Linked DNA regions of Sus scrofa: region 2 is linked to region 1. The links are chromatin contacts, called in public Hi-C maps. All regions are on one chromosome and are shown on one strand. The core of a region is the stretch at or near the end of the contact, and the rest is flanking DNA. Distances in the headings are between cores, read along the strand shown.

Evidence for each region. Hi-C and Micro-C count contacts between places; a contact is called where the count stands out from the background.
Region 2: a Hi-C map of embryonic fibroblasts shows a contact between it and region 1, with 4 times the contacts expected there. The contact joins the enhancer-like site here to the promoter of FOSL2 in region 1. A contact is called at or near these places in 1 of 5 promoter capture datasets (fetal skeletal muscle), 2 of 47 Hi-C or Micro-C datasets (both in embryonic fibroblasts) and 2 of 2 datasets of contacts at active chromatin or transcription factors (alveolar macrophages and skeletal muscle).

Annotation. Positions count from the first base shown.
Region 1 is chr3:110,841,135-110,847,128 of Sscrofa11.1, forward strand. FOSL2 (FOS like 2, AP-1 transcription factor subunit) reads right to left here and starts at 1,769. Exons shown (of 4, transcript NM_001315740.1): 1 at 1,615-1,769. The coding sequence starts at 1,716.
Region 2 is chr3:110,957,935-110,963,787 of Sscrofa11.1, forward strand. All of the region lies in intron 10 of BABAM2 (BRCA1-A complex subunit BRE), which reads right to left. Among named protein-coding and RNA genes, the nearest start is that of FOSL2, 120 kb to the left of the region's middle. Within about 2 kb of position 1,432, at least 21 of the 83 cell types and tissues checked have an H3K27ac peak or open chromatin away from gene starts, as enhancers often do. A contact at or near this core is called in embryonic fibroblasts, where this site is marked.

The DNA.
Region 1 (5,994 bases), core at 519-3,018:
CAAAGCCAGGCGGCGACGTTGTAACATTTCAGTGATGACTGCCATAGAAACAGCAGCCAAAAGAGCAGATGAGACATCAGAAGATTCCCTTCCCATCGGAGAACGGAGATGGGGGGGGGGGGTGCTGTGGAAATGGAGACTGAGGGAATGGGTATAAATGACTCCCACCCGCTGCTTAATGATATCTGGATTCAATACAAACCACCAATGGGGCTGGAGAGCAAACAAAAATCAAACACTTTGGGACAAGACTTGAAATGCATCACCTTAGTGCTCAGTATTAGGGGTGCTCTGACCGTACCCTCAATGCACCAACCAGGTTCTCTACAGTGGGGTGCTAAAGGGGACACCGGGGCAGGTAAAAAGAAGACACAGAAAAGCCATTTTAAGGACTCACCAGGTATGGGGAACCACTTTGGAATAAGAGACCCCTCTTCAGATACCAAAGAGAGCCCCCTTTCCATTTTATTCTCCCTCAGGGTCCCTCCTCCCCAGAAGTCCACCCCAGGCCCTCCTGGTTGGCTGGCTTATAGAAGCCAAAGCCATCATCATCTTACCAGCGCAACTCGAGACAGCCAACTTGCCTAGAGACTCTGCAGATCCTGACCGAGGCGGGCTTCAGGTTCCAGCAACCTTGTTGGTTAAGCCAGCTCCCTCCCAAGAGTGGGGGTCGGGGGGTGGGGGGGAGTGGTGGCTGCAGAGGGCAGGCACCCCACGAACACCACCAACCCAGCAGCACCTTTCTGGTATTTATTCCGGTATTTATAGACACACAGATCTCAGGCAAAATCCCTCTGGTGCAAACCAGTCCGCCTGCTTTAGAAACAAGTTGTTTTCCGGCTTCCAGAACCACCCAGGAGCCTAAGCGAGGTCTCATCCACCGCCCCCACCGCCCCCCCACCGTCCCCTCTCTGCAGGCGTCCTGGCCCCAGATATTCCCAGACCCCCAAGGCGCCCCTTCTGGTCGGCTGTGCAGGCTCCTTCTGTGACCCTAACAGGAGATGGATGGGCGCGGGGGAGAAAGGCGCAGCCTGAGCCAATCAAGGCTGACCTCCTCCTTCCTGACCTTCGCACCTGATTCCCAGAGCGACAACCCTCGCCCTCGCTCCGGATTACTTGAAGGAGCCCATTTTTCCCAGTCCCCAAGTTCTTTCAGAAATGAACGAAGACCGAAGGAGAGAGGGCTTTTTCGCAGGAATAAGGTCCCTGGATGTCGGGAGGTGCCCGTGGGTGCAAAGATTTTTTTTGGAGGGGGGTCTAACCACGGGGTTCCTGCGAGAGAGGTACAGGGTCCTGGGGAAAAGGCCCTGCAATTCCAGGAGCTTGTCTGTATAGGATGTAGTGTGAAGGCGAGGGTTTGTTGGCTCTCCAGCCCACTCGCCGCTCTAGTTTAAAAAAAAAAAAAAAAAAAAAAAGTGTTGGCGGGGGATGGGGGAAGGTTAAAGGAGGTGTCAGGAGGACAAGATGAAAATCTAGAACTTACAATGGAGGCCGCAAGAATTTTCTCGCCAAATCAAGAAAGGGAAAAGAAAGGGGGGGAAAAAAGGCAGTCCTGGCGAGAGGAAGGCGGGGGGTCCACCCGCGGCGCCAGGTGCACCCGGGGCCCGCACCTACCTGCTGGCCGCCGCCGCCGCTGGAGTAGGACTCGGCGTGCGCAGGAGAGCCGCTGCTGCCCCGGGACGAGGTGTCAAAGTTCCCGGGATAATCCTGGTACATGATCCGCGGTGGGGGCCCGAGAGGAAACAGGGTGTTTTTCTTCCCCCGCCCTCGCCGCGGCCGCGCACCGGCAGCTGCGCGCTGGCTCCCTGCCGGCCGCGCCTGGGGCTCTAAGCGTCGCTCCCGGGCTTCTCCCCCTCGGCGGCGGCACTCCGAGAACAGTGCCCCCCGAGCGCCGAGCGCTGCACTTCTTTCCTGCTCTACGAGCGCCGCGGGACCAGTTGTCCACCCGGTCCCTCCCTCTAAAAAGTCCGCGCGTCCCTCGGTCCCTCCCCTGCGCGCGCCCTCCTGCCCCCGCGCGCAATCAGAGCCCAGCCGGGACCGCCGGCTCAATCAAAAATTGGAAATTAAAAAAAGAATAGGAGCCCGGCGAGTCAAGCCTGCCAGGTCTGGGGGCCCCCAATTTCAGACAGGGCAAAAAAGGAAGAAAAAAAAAAAAAGGCGAAAAGAAAGGCTGCCCGCTTGGAGAAACTTCTATTTCCTCCTTTTAGAAAAGGAGCTGAGAATAAACTTCCTGTGGCCGACTCGCCGCCGGAGTTTCGAGCGGCAGGGACACTTGATTAGGTGAAGGCAGCCCGCCCCGCGGCCCGTGGGGTTCCAGCTGAGCTGACGCGGAGAGGGACGCGGGCCCGCTCCCCTTGCGGCGGCTCCGGCGCCCGGACCTGCACCCCTTCCCCGGCGCCCGCTCCCGGACGGGCCCGCCTCGCCCGTCCGCGCCTCTCTCTCTCCCTCTCTCTGTCCCCGCCGAGCGCCGCTTGCTTGCTCGCTGGTTCGCTCGGAGCCCCAGCGCTCTGCCCGAGATGAGTCACTACAATGGCACGAGTTCAACTCCACTCTTTATTCTCCAGCCCCTGTACCTCACGTCAACCCAAGACTCCACCTTGCGGGAGGAGCGCTAGGGGAGGCGGAGGGAGAGGGCCGAGGAGGAGGAGGGGGAAGAGGAGGAAGAGGCGCGGGAGGAGGCGGGCGCAGCACTCCCCTCCCTGCCCGGGCTCCCGGCCGCGCTGACGCCAGCCGCACACCCTGCGCGAGGAAGGAAGGAGGTGGAGGGGGTGGGAGCGCTGTGAGCGCGGTTTGGGGGACCCGAGGCAGCCCGGCCCTTCCCCACCCCCGCCCACCCCCCTGGGCCCTGCGCCCTTGGTCTGTTCCACCGGCGCCTGTTGCCAAAGATGGTCATTTGCGTTAGAGGACGCGCGTGCGGGTTCCCTCGCTTTCGGGTGACGTGGAGGGAGAGGGATTCCCTCGCCGGCTCCAGAGCGCGCCACGGCCTCCCTACTTCTCCACCGCCCTGGGAAGGGGCGCGGGGCGGGGCCCCCGAGAGCGGCCACGCGGGCCCCTGCGCAGGGTTTTAGAAAATAATCACAGTCCTGAAGAGCGAGACGGGCGGTTCAGCGCGGCGCCACCGCGAGGCCGGGAGCCGGGCGCGCAGAGCCGCTCGCAGGGAGGGTGCGGCCGCGCGCGGTCGTCGGCGCCCTCCGCGGCGCCGCCCGGAGCAGCGGGCGCCCTGGGCGCGCAGGGTATCCGCGCCTCCCTGCGGCCGGGCCTTGGCCCGGCGCGGCGCCGCCGGGCGGGGCCGGCCTGCCTATTTTCCCCTCCGTGGCTGGCTGCCCACTGCTTCCCCCCTCCCTTTTTCGGCCCTGCAATTAATTTGTTAGGAGCAGCCTTGAAGACGAAATTAACCAGGCAAGACATTCCGGCCCTCTACGCTGGGCAATTAGGACGCATCTAATAGGAATGATCGTGCATTATAGGCAAACTCCGACTGTTACGAATTTGGAAAAAGAAAAAATAGGGAAGAGGGAGGTCCGGGAGAGGGTGTGCCCCGATGTTGTCTTCAGTTGTTTTGGAGCGAAGTTCAGGGAGCAGGTAGTCCTGACTCCTACGTTCTCCCACCTCGCTGGGCGGGGTGGAGCGAGGTGCGGGGTAAAGAGCACAGGCCTTGGAGTACCAACGCCAGGCTGTACTATTTACGAGCTGTGAGACTTTGGGCGAGTCCCTAACTTCTCTGGGCTTCAGCTTCTTCCCATAAAATGAAGGAGTACAATCCATGACCTTCTAAGGCCCTTGTCAGCTCTGGCACGTCAATCCTTCTGCAGAGATGATCCGGAGAAGCACTGTACCGGGAGTCAGGGAAATTGAGTTCTGGTGCAGGATCTGCCCGGGTCTCAGCTTACCCAGCTCTTAAGTGGCGCCATCTATATCCCCACGGGGTCCTCGAGAGGACCCAGCGGGAGGATGTGAGGGCTGTGAAGCTCTGTGCACTCTTAACACATCAGTTTCAGTCCTCAGTTTCCATATCTGTAAAGTGGGGGTGTTGCTAGGAAAGAAAAATAGAGCCGGGAACTCATAGCTTTCCCGGGGCTCTATATAAAGCGCTGTCGTTTCCGGGACGACTGGCGGCATCTGCCCGCCCCAATGGCCCCAAGATACGGTAATCCCAAACAATACTCGGGGTCATTGTTTACAACTATAAAACACATTCTGTACTGAGCTCCATCCCCAAGGACGCGCAGAGAGGCGAGGCTGGCCAGGCTCCTCGCACCTCCGCCACCGCCTGCAGGGCAGAGTCCCCAACTCCCCCCGCCAGGGTGAGAGGTGTGCGGCAGACGGCTGCGCCCACCCGACGGGGGGGGGGTGTGTTGTCGTGGGGGGGGGGTTGTTTTTCGGCTTTTTTTTTTTTTTTTTTTTTAATCCTGCGTTCTGCCTGCCAGGGTGTGTTTACGCGCCTCTCCCAGCAGGACTGAGTAAATGCAGTCCTTTGACGCAAAACCGTTCAGCCCTTTTCCCAACGGCAGCAGCAAAACCCAGAAAACTGGGGGTGGGGACGGAGTCAAGGGGAGTGCAAGAGAAGAAATCGTGACACTTACTCTCCTCTCCATCCCCTCCCGCTCCGTACAGTACCCGGCCACCTTAGTGAGCTCTTGGCAGGGGGTGTGGAGGGAGGCGCGGCCGGGGTGTCCAGGGCCCTTCTGGGAGCAGCCGCGTGTCGAAGCTGTGTGAACAGACCGCACTCTTAGTTTTTCTTTAAGCTGCAGCGGCTGCCCAGCCCTCCCCCACCCCGCACATGAAAATCCGGGTGCTTCTGGGTCTCTCCCACACAATCCTTCCAGTAATTCGGGGAGGGGGGGGGAGAGGGAGGGGGAAAGGGAGCGAGAGCTTCCTTCGTGGCCTCCGCCGTCCTCGGCGCGCCCAGGCCGGGGCAGGCGCCGCCGGGAGCGCGCGGGCGGGCGAGCGCACCCTCGCGCCCTCTCCCGCCCCCGCCCTGCCTGCTCCCCAGCCCTTTCCTTTCTTGTGGGTTCCCGTAAAGCCCGGCAGCCCTGAGACGTCTGCAGAGCATCACGGAATCTGTGCTGATGCAAGTCGCTAGCCTTCCTTGGCTGCGCCCCGGCCTGCCTCGGAGCGCTTTGATCCCGGCCTTCCCCAGCTCCAGAACTTGTGTTGGCTCCCTCTGCCCGCCGGGAGGCCTGCGTTCTGCATCCTGCCGTCACCTTTCGGTCCTGGAGCGCCAGACACGCAGAGCTGCTGTGGGGACTGAGCTGGTCCAGCTGGCGCCTGGGCCTCACGGAGAATGCCAAACCGAGAATTTCGCCTGCAAGCCCAGTTCATTGCCCCCTCCGTGGGGAATCATTCCAGGATCACCCAGTTAAAGGATCCTCTGACTCCCTGCAATAACATACTAAGCATGGGAGCCAACCTTTATTGAGCGCTTCACAAGAGTCAAGCACAGGAGCTGAATGCTTTACAGGATTGATTGTGTCATGCAATCCTTGCAGCAAACGTTTGGGGTGGATAGTATTCCCTGATTGCAGATCAAGAAGGTGGCATTAAGTAATTTGCCCAGGAGAATTAGAGGGGCAGTGCAGTTGGAAGTGCAGCAGGGCCTCTGTGACATCAGGCCCTTCCTCTAACCCAGGATGTGCTCGACCTGCCTCCTACTGGAATGTCTTTGCTTCTTTCTTCCTGGTCTCCCGAAAGCATGGACTTTATCAGGGGCATGACTTTATCCTACCCTTAGAGGCGCTCCTTAAATCTCCACCCAGCACTGTCACTGGGGCAAGTGCAGTTCATGTCAAGAGAGGGAAGAGCAGGCAGTAGGTAAGCTGCTAAGAGGTAGCTTGGGCTGGCTTCTCATGGCCCCTCTGGGTCTTGGACCTCCCGGCACTGAAGTTAGGAGTCTTTTCCTCTGTCTCTCCTGCCCCATGTTAGGTCCCTGACTTGACTCCCAGAGTGGCTGCCTGCCCTGGGCTGCACTGGCCGCCACCCCCGATTGCTGGATAG
Region 2 (5,853 bases), core at 182-2,681, 120 kb after region 1:
ACCTCTGCATGCCCTGGCGTTCTTGGTAACAGTGCTACAGTTAGAGCAGGTGAGGATGAAACAGTTTCAGAAGTAAGTGCCAAGTGACAGAAGTGGTTAAAAGTGACTGTCTCCAAGTGGCTTGGGGCAGAGCACTTTCACTTTTCATTGAAGGCCTTTCTGGAGTATTTGCTTCTGTGGCCGTGTTCATGTTTCTTCAATAAAAGTAAAAAATATAGGGAGTTCCCACTGTGGTGCAGTGGGTTAAGAACCTGGTGTTGCTGCAGCTATGGGGTAGGTCAGAGCTGCAGCTTGGATTTGATCTCTGGCCTGGGAACTTCCTTATGCCATGAGTGTGGCCAATAAATAAATAAATGAATAAGAAGTAATAGATGTAAAATACTTTATTGGTTATGAAAAATCCATTGATATGTCTACCAAATGCAAAAGACCATTTTCCATATGTTTGAAAGGACAGGTCACGTGCCGAGGGCTTAGCTCTGGACAGGCTGCATAATGAGCATGTGCCAATGACCAGGGGGCAAGCCTAGCGTTAGGCTGCCCTCGAGGGTCACCTGGGCATCAGAGCCCTGCTTGTGAGAACAAAGCAGCAGCCCCGCAGAGAGAGTATCGCATCTGCTTCACCAAGTCTGCTTATATACAGCGATAACTCTGTGTGTTCACGCACGTGGGTATGCTGTGTTTGTGTGTATGGCTTTTTAGAAAACATGCAAAAATACTTTCAGGAAAAGAGGATTTTATTTCTCTCACTCCCTGACATGGGTACAGTGTGGAGGGGAACAAGCCTTTGAAGGTTATGTCTCCCAGTTTATGAAAACTACATATACATATACATTTTTTTAGGGCCAAATCTGGAGCATATGGACGTTCCCAGGCCAGGGGTTGAACTGGAGCTGCAGCTCCGGCCCACATCACAGCCACGGCCACGTGGGATCTGAGTTGCATCTGCGACCTACATGGCCTCATGGAGACCGTGTCAGGTTCTAAACCCTCTGGGCCACAGGAACTCCCGAAAACTAGAATTTTAATGTTAGGCTGAAGATTTGCACACACGCGCACACACACACATTTGCTTAAAGGACGTGGCCTGAGTGCCGCTTAGCTTCGTGCAGCAAGGGTGAAGCTGAGATTTCTACTGAGGACCGAACACGCGGAGCAGAGACCCTGACATCAAGAAGGCGGTGCTGCCGTGGACAGCAGCAGACCGAATGGGCACATACCAGCCAGCACGGCTCCCACACAGAGTCTGGCGAAGGCCAGAGGGGAAGGTCGATCAATCTGGGCTAAAAGCATCCAACGGCTGTGTGGGAGAAGGACCTATTTTGCTTCGGTATGTAATTTCCTCAGGCCTTAACGACCAAAGTGTACCAGCACTGAATTCCCAAAAGGGAGCTGAGTCATGGGTACCTCGGTGCTGCGTCTGCAATCTCAAGTGGGTGACTCACGTCTGTAAAATTCGGAGAGAAAGTACCAACCGACCCGTTGCTTAGTCATCCCGTGCATGGATGCTGAGTTCATGAGCTCTGTAAACTATAATGAGCCATCTAGCCTTTTACCATCGCTTTATTCTTTTCTAAACAGTACAAATTACATCTCTAAAAATAACTTCATCTATGCAAGTGAGTCACTTCGACCTGACAAGCTTCCACAAGCTACCCAGCTAAATGGTAATATTTACTTGTAAAGGTACAAATCTTACTGTATATTAGCCTCCTTTTTTTTCCCCCCCATTTTGAATTTGGTGGACTTGGGAAAGGGAGGAGGGTGTCATCAAATGTTTGAAGGAAAATATGCTTTATTCCTAACCTCTGACATGGGCAGGGGTCGGGGCTGAGGCTGGGGGGTGGGCGAAGGAATCCTTTGAAAGCTCTTTCTAACACCTTATGAAAACTAGAATTTCCGTGTTTTGAGTTGAAGATTAATGAAAGATTCTGAACTTTTCTTTTAAGTAAAGAGTGATGATTGGCCGTTGCCGGAGAAATAGCAGTAATTTCATTTACTCTAAAATCCTGACCTGTGAATTTACGACATTTTGGACAAAAGACCAGGCACGCTAATAAATGCATGTGCATGAAACATTAATCTTTACTGTGCCAGGAGCCAGTTCCCTTACCACGCCCTGGATTCTCCAGCCACACAATGAAGCTTTGGTGCCCCACCCGTTTGCTGGGTAGCTGTCCAACCCCCAGGCCTGCCTGTTGGCCTTTGGTTTGTTTGTTTGCCTTTCCCGGCCTGGCACTGCCAGCTCTCAGCAGCCCCGGCCCAGGCCTGTCCCAGTTTGGCAATGCGCACAGGGAATTCGACCTGAGGCAGGAGCAGGTTACCTGCAAGGAGCTTATAGCTTCATAAATTCAGCAGCACTATTGAAATAGCAAAGCACTGTGAACCTACACTCTGGCCGAATCAGAGAAGACAGGAAGAGTTTCTCATCAGTGTTTGGTCAGGAATGGAATTACTAAGACCTCTCTAGGCCTAGAACGTTTTCAGGGCTGTTTCAGCTTCTCCTTTAAGAGGTGAGATCACTTGACCTCAATCAGATGGCCACGTGATCAATCTCCCCCAGGGCACAGGGTGCTGGAGAAAAGAAAGATCCCTGGCCTATCTGCAAATTCCCCAGGAAATGCCCTATAAAGCCCACTGCATGGGTCTAACTGGGCTGAGGCTAAATCACATTGAATCCTTCCATCTCCTGTTCATCTGACTTGTCCCAAGGAGGTCACCTAGAGTCACCTGGTCTCTGCTCTTCACCCCAGGGAGCAGCTGTCCCCTGTGGTGGCACCTACTGCATGCAGCCCGTTGGGTCTGGTCCTGTCTATAAGATCTTCACTAATTCAGCTTCGGCCCTGGGCGCCTGCTGTGGCCTGAGCACTGCCCCCAGGAGCTGTCCCTCATCTACACCCGCTGTGGGCTCTACCTCACTCTGGCTCCCCTCCAGGAGTCATTCCCACACGTTTGCTGTTCCTCAACCTCCTTAAGCCTCTCCTCTTTCATCACTTGCAAACGGTGGTGGAGACATTGACCTCTCAGGGTGCGATGCTACAAAGACACCTGTAAATCAGAATGCGTTATGGAGTGTGCTCTGACCACTGGGTTGCTGGGCTCCTACTGAGCGCCTGTGGAGCCCTGTGCATAATAATAACAACATAATTGAAAGATAACTTAGCTGTAGTTGTCCTGGACCCAGGCAAGCAAATTAATCAGAATAATGAAGCAAACATGCATGACAATTAAAGAACCATTCTGTAGAATCTCTGTTAAAGTCTCCTAATTGTGTTATTCAGACTGAGACGGAGGTGATCAGCTTAGAGAGAAAACTGGAGCTAGGTTTTAAGAAATGGTGCAAGAGGAGTTCCCCTCGTGGCGCAGCGGAATCGAATCCGACTAGGAACCATGAGGTTGCGGGTTCGATCCCTGGCCTCGCTCATTGGGTTAAGGATCCAGCGTTGCCGTGAGCTGTGGTGTAGATCACAGACACGGCTTGGATTGGGCGTTGCTGTGGGCTGTGGTGTAGGCTGGCAGCTGTGGCTCTGATTGGACCCCTAGCCTGGGAACCTCCATATGCCATGGGTGCAGGCCTACAAAAGAAAAGCCAAAAGAAATGGGGCAAGAAATATACGGGGGCGGGGGGGGGAATGGAAGCAGGGGGGGCGGGTCGAAGAGACAGCAAAGAGGCCAAAGCTGAGTGAGAGCGAAAGCCTGGTGTGCAGGAGAGGCCAGTGGGCACTTCTGCGCGGAAGAGAAACACAATGCAAGTGGCATTTAATACAATTAATCAGGCGGCAGGGCTCAGAAGCGACAAACCAACCAGCTGGCCCTGAGATGATCCTGGAGTGGGGTGACTGGCTATAAACCCGGGCGGGCAGAGGCATGGGAGTGGATATATATCGCCTGCATTTCTGGAGCGCAGGACGGGTTCCCAGCGGCTCCCAGGTGATTTAATCTTCACAGCCCCCCTGTGAAGCAGGCAGGATAAGCAGCAACATCATTTCAGAGATGAGGAAACAGACTCAGGGCCAGTACGCGGTGAGGCTAGGAACTCAACCCAGGTTTTCTGACTGTGGGTGAGAATTCTTTCTACTACGCGGGCGGTTCTCAAGACTAGCAATGCATCGGACCTACCTATGCGGCTATTTTTAAAATACACAAGGTCAGCAATCCACTCCCCACTCACTGCCCTTTCTGGATTACTAGAGGCAGGGAGGGAGGGGTTCAAGGGGTCAGACGTTTTCAAGGCTTCGAGGGCTGAAACCCGGTGCGGCCCAAGTAGATGAAGGGGGTAAAAAAAGAGGAGAAATGACACTCCATTCCAAGGTTTGGAGGCTCCGTTTCAGGAGTCGGGTCCATGCCAGGCACAGCAGAAGAGGCTCAGTCCAGGGAATCTGGGAAAAGCCATCTTCTAGCCTGGGATGCTGTGTCCGCCCCCTGGGTCTGTCTTAGCTCCTCTCCTTTATCTTCACCAGCCAGAGTAAAAGTTCTGCATTCTTCCAGAAGACTGGCTGAGAGCAGGGGCTGTGAAGAGGGCCTCGGGTGCTGGCGGCCTTCCCGCGCTCCCAGCCTCCTGATGCGCTCTCATCACCCCACGCGCCACTTCAGCCCCGTCAGTCCCCAGCTCACACGGCGTCTTTGAACGTCCTCCAGTTCCACAGATCTCCAGGGGTCCCGACCCCCTGTGGGCGTTCTCGATCTCACAGACCTCCCTGCTAGACAACTTGAACCTGCCGGCATCGCCATCTCAGCACCACCTGTATTTCCCACCAGGAAGAGGCTTAGTGACTATTTGTTGACGTTATGTGGTAACCATGGAATCCGGACCAAACTGAATCAACTGTCCAGTTCTCAGCTTTTTGCTCTACCCCCATCCCCCTTTGGAGCCAACAGAAACTTCTCGCAAGCTTCACTCACACCAGGGCCTGAATCCTAGGGATGGCCCACACATGCTTTCCCCTTATTTTGAGCCTTTGTTCGAGCAATAGGTCCCCCCCACCCCCCACCCCCTGCCACCCCACCACCCTGCAACCTTTTACTATATGGGATTCATCTTCCACTCTATTTCCCTGTCTGGGGCTACACATTTTAAAAGATTTTGCCTTCGCAACCATTTCCCCCCGAAATATCCACATTACTACACCAAACAGACACAATTCCAAATCGAAGCAAAAAACCTTGATATTTCATTTCAGCTTGTACAGCTTCATCATAGAAAAGTATGTGATTCCTATTAGGCTTTTTGAATTATAGCTCTGAACATGGACTTCCACTGCTGCTTCTGTGAATAAACTGGTCTAAATACTAGACAGGACCTCTTATCTCCTGTTTATCATGCCATACCCGACCTGCACGGCGGACTCTGAAAACCTCTTGGATGCTTTCCCCAAAGAATTCTCCCAATTTTCTACCAGCTAACATAACTCCCCCTTCTCCTCCCCTCTTTAAAGGTCTTGGTACCCATTGTATCTCGACTTTCTACAAACACGCCAACCGAAACTCAATACCCTTGACAGCAGAAACCACCTCTAATATCTGCCATGTGCCTAGAACTAGAGGAGCAATCCTTTGAAATTATTAAACGTTACTGATTAGCATATGTTCCTTATGCTCAGCATAATTACTAAGCTTGAGCACACATCTATGAAACTTGAACATCAATTTTAAACTTGCCATTTTCAAACGGATGAGGTAGAGTACCATATTATCTTGTATAGATAACCTTCATGGCTGGCCCTTTCCCTTTTAACTAATCTCTCCCTGTAGGATGGATGTGGTGGTGATACTTGCTTTCTGTATGTATTGGAAATCTCTTCCAATATTATGGGATTGCTTCACTGTCTACACGACATTACGGACCTTGGTGTA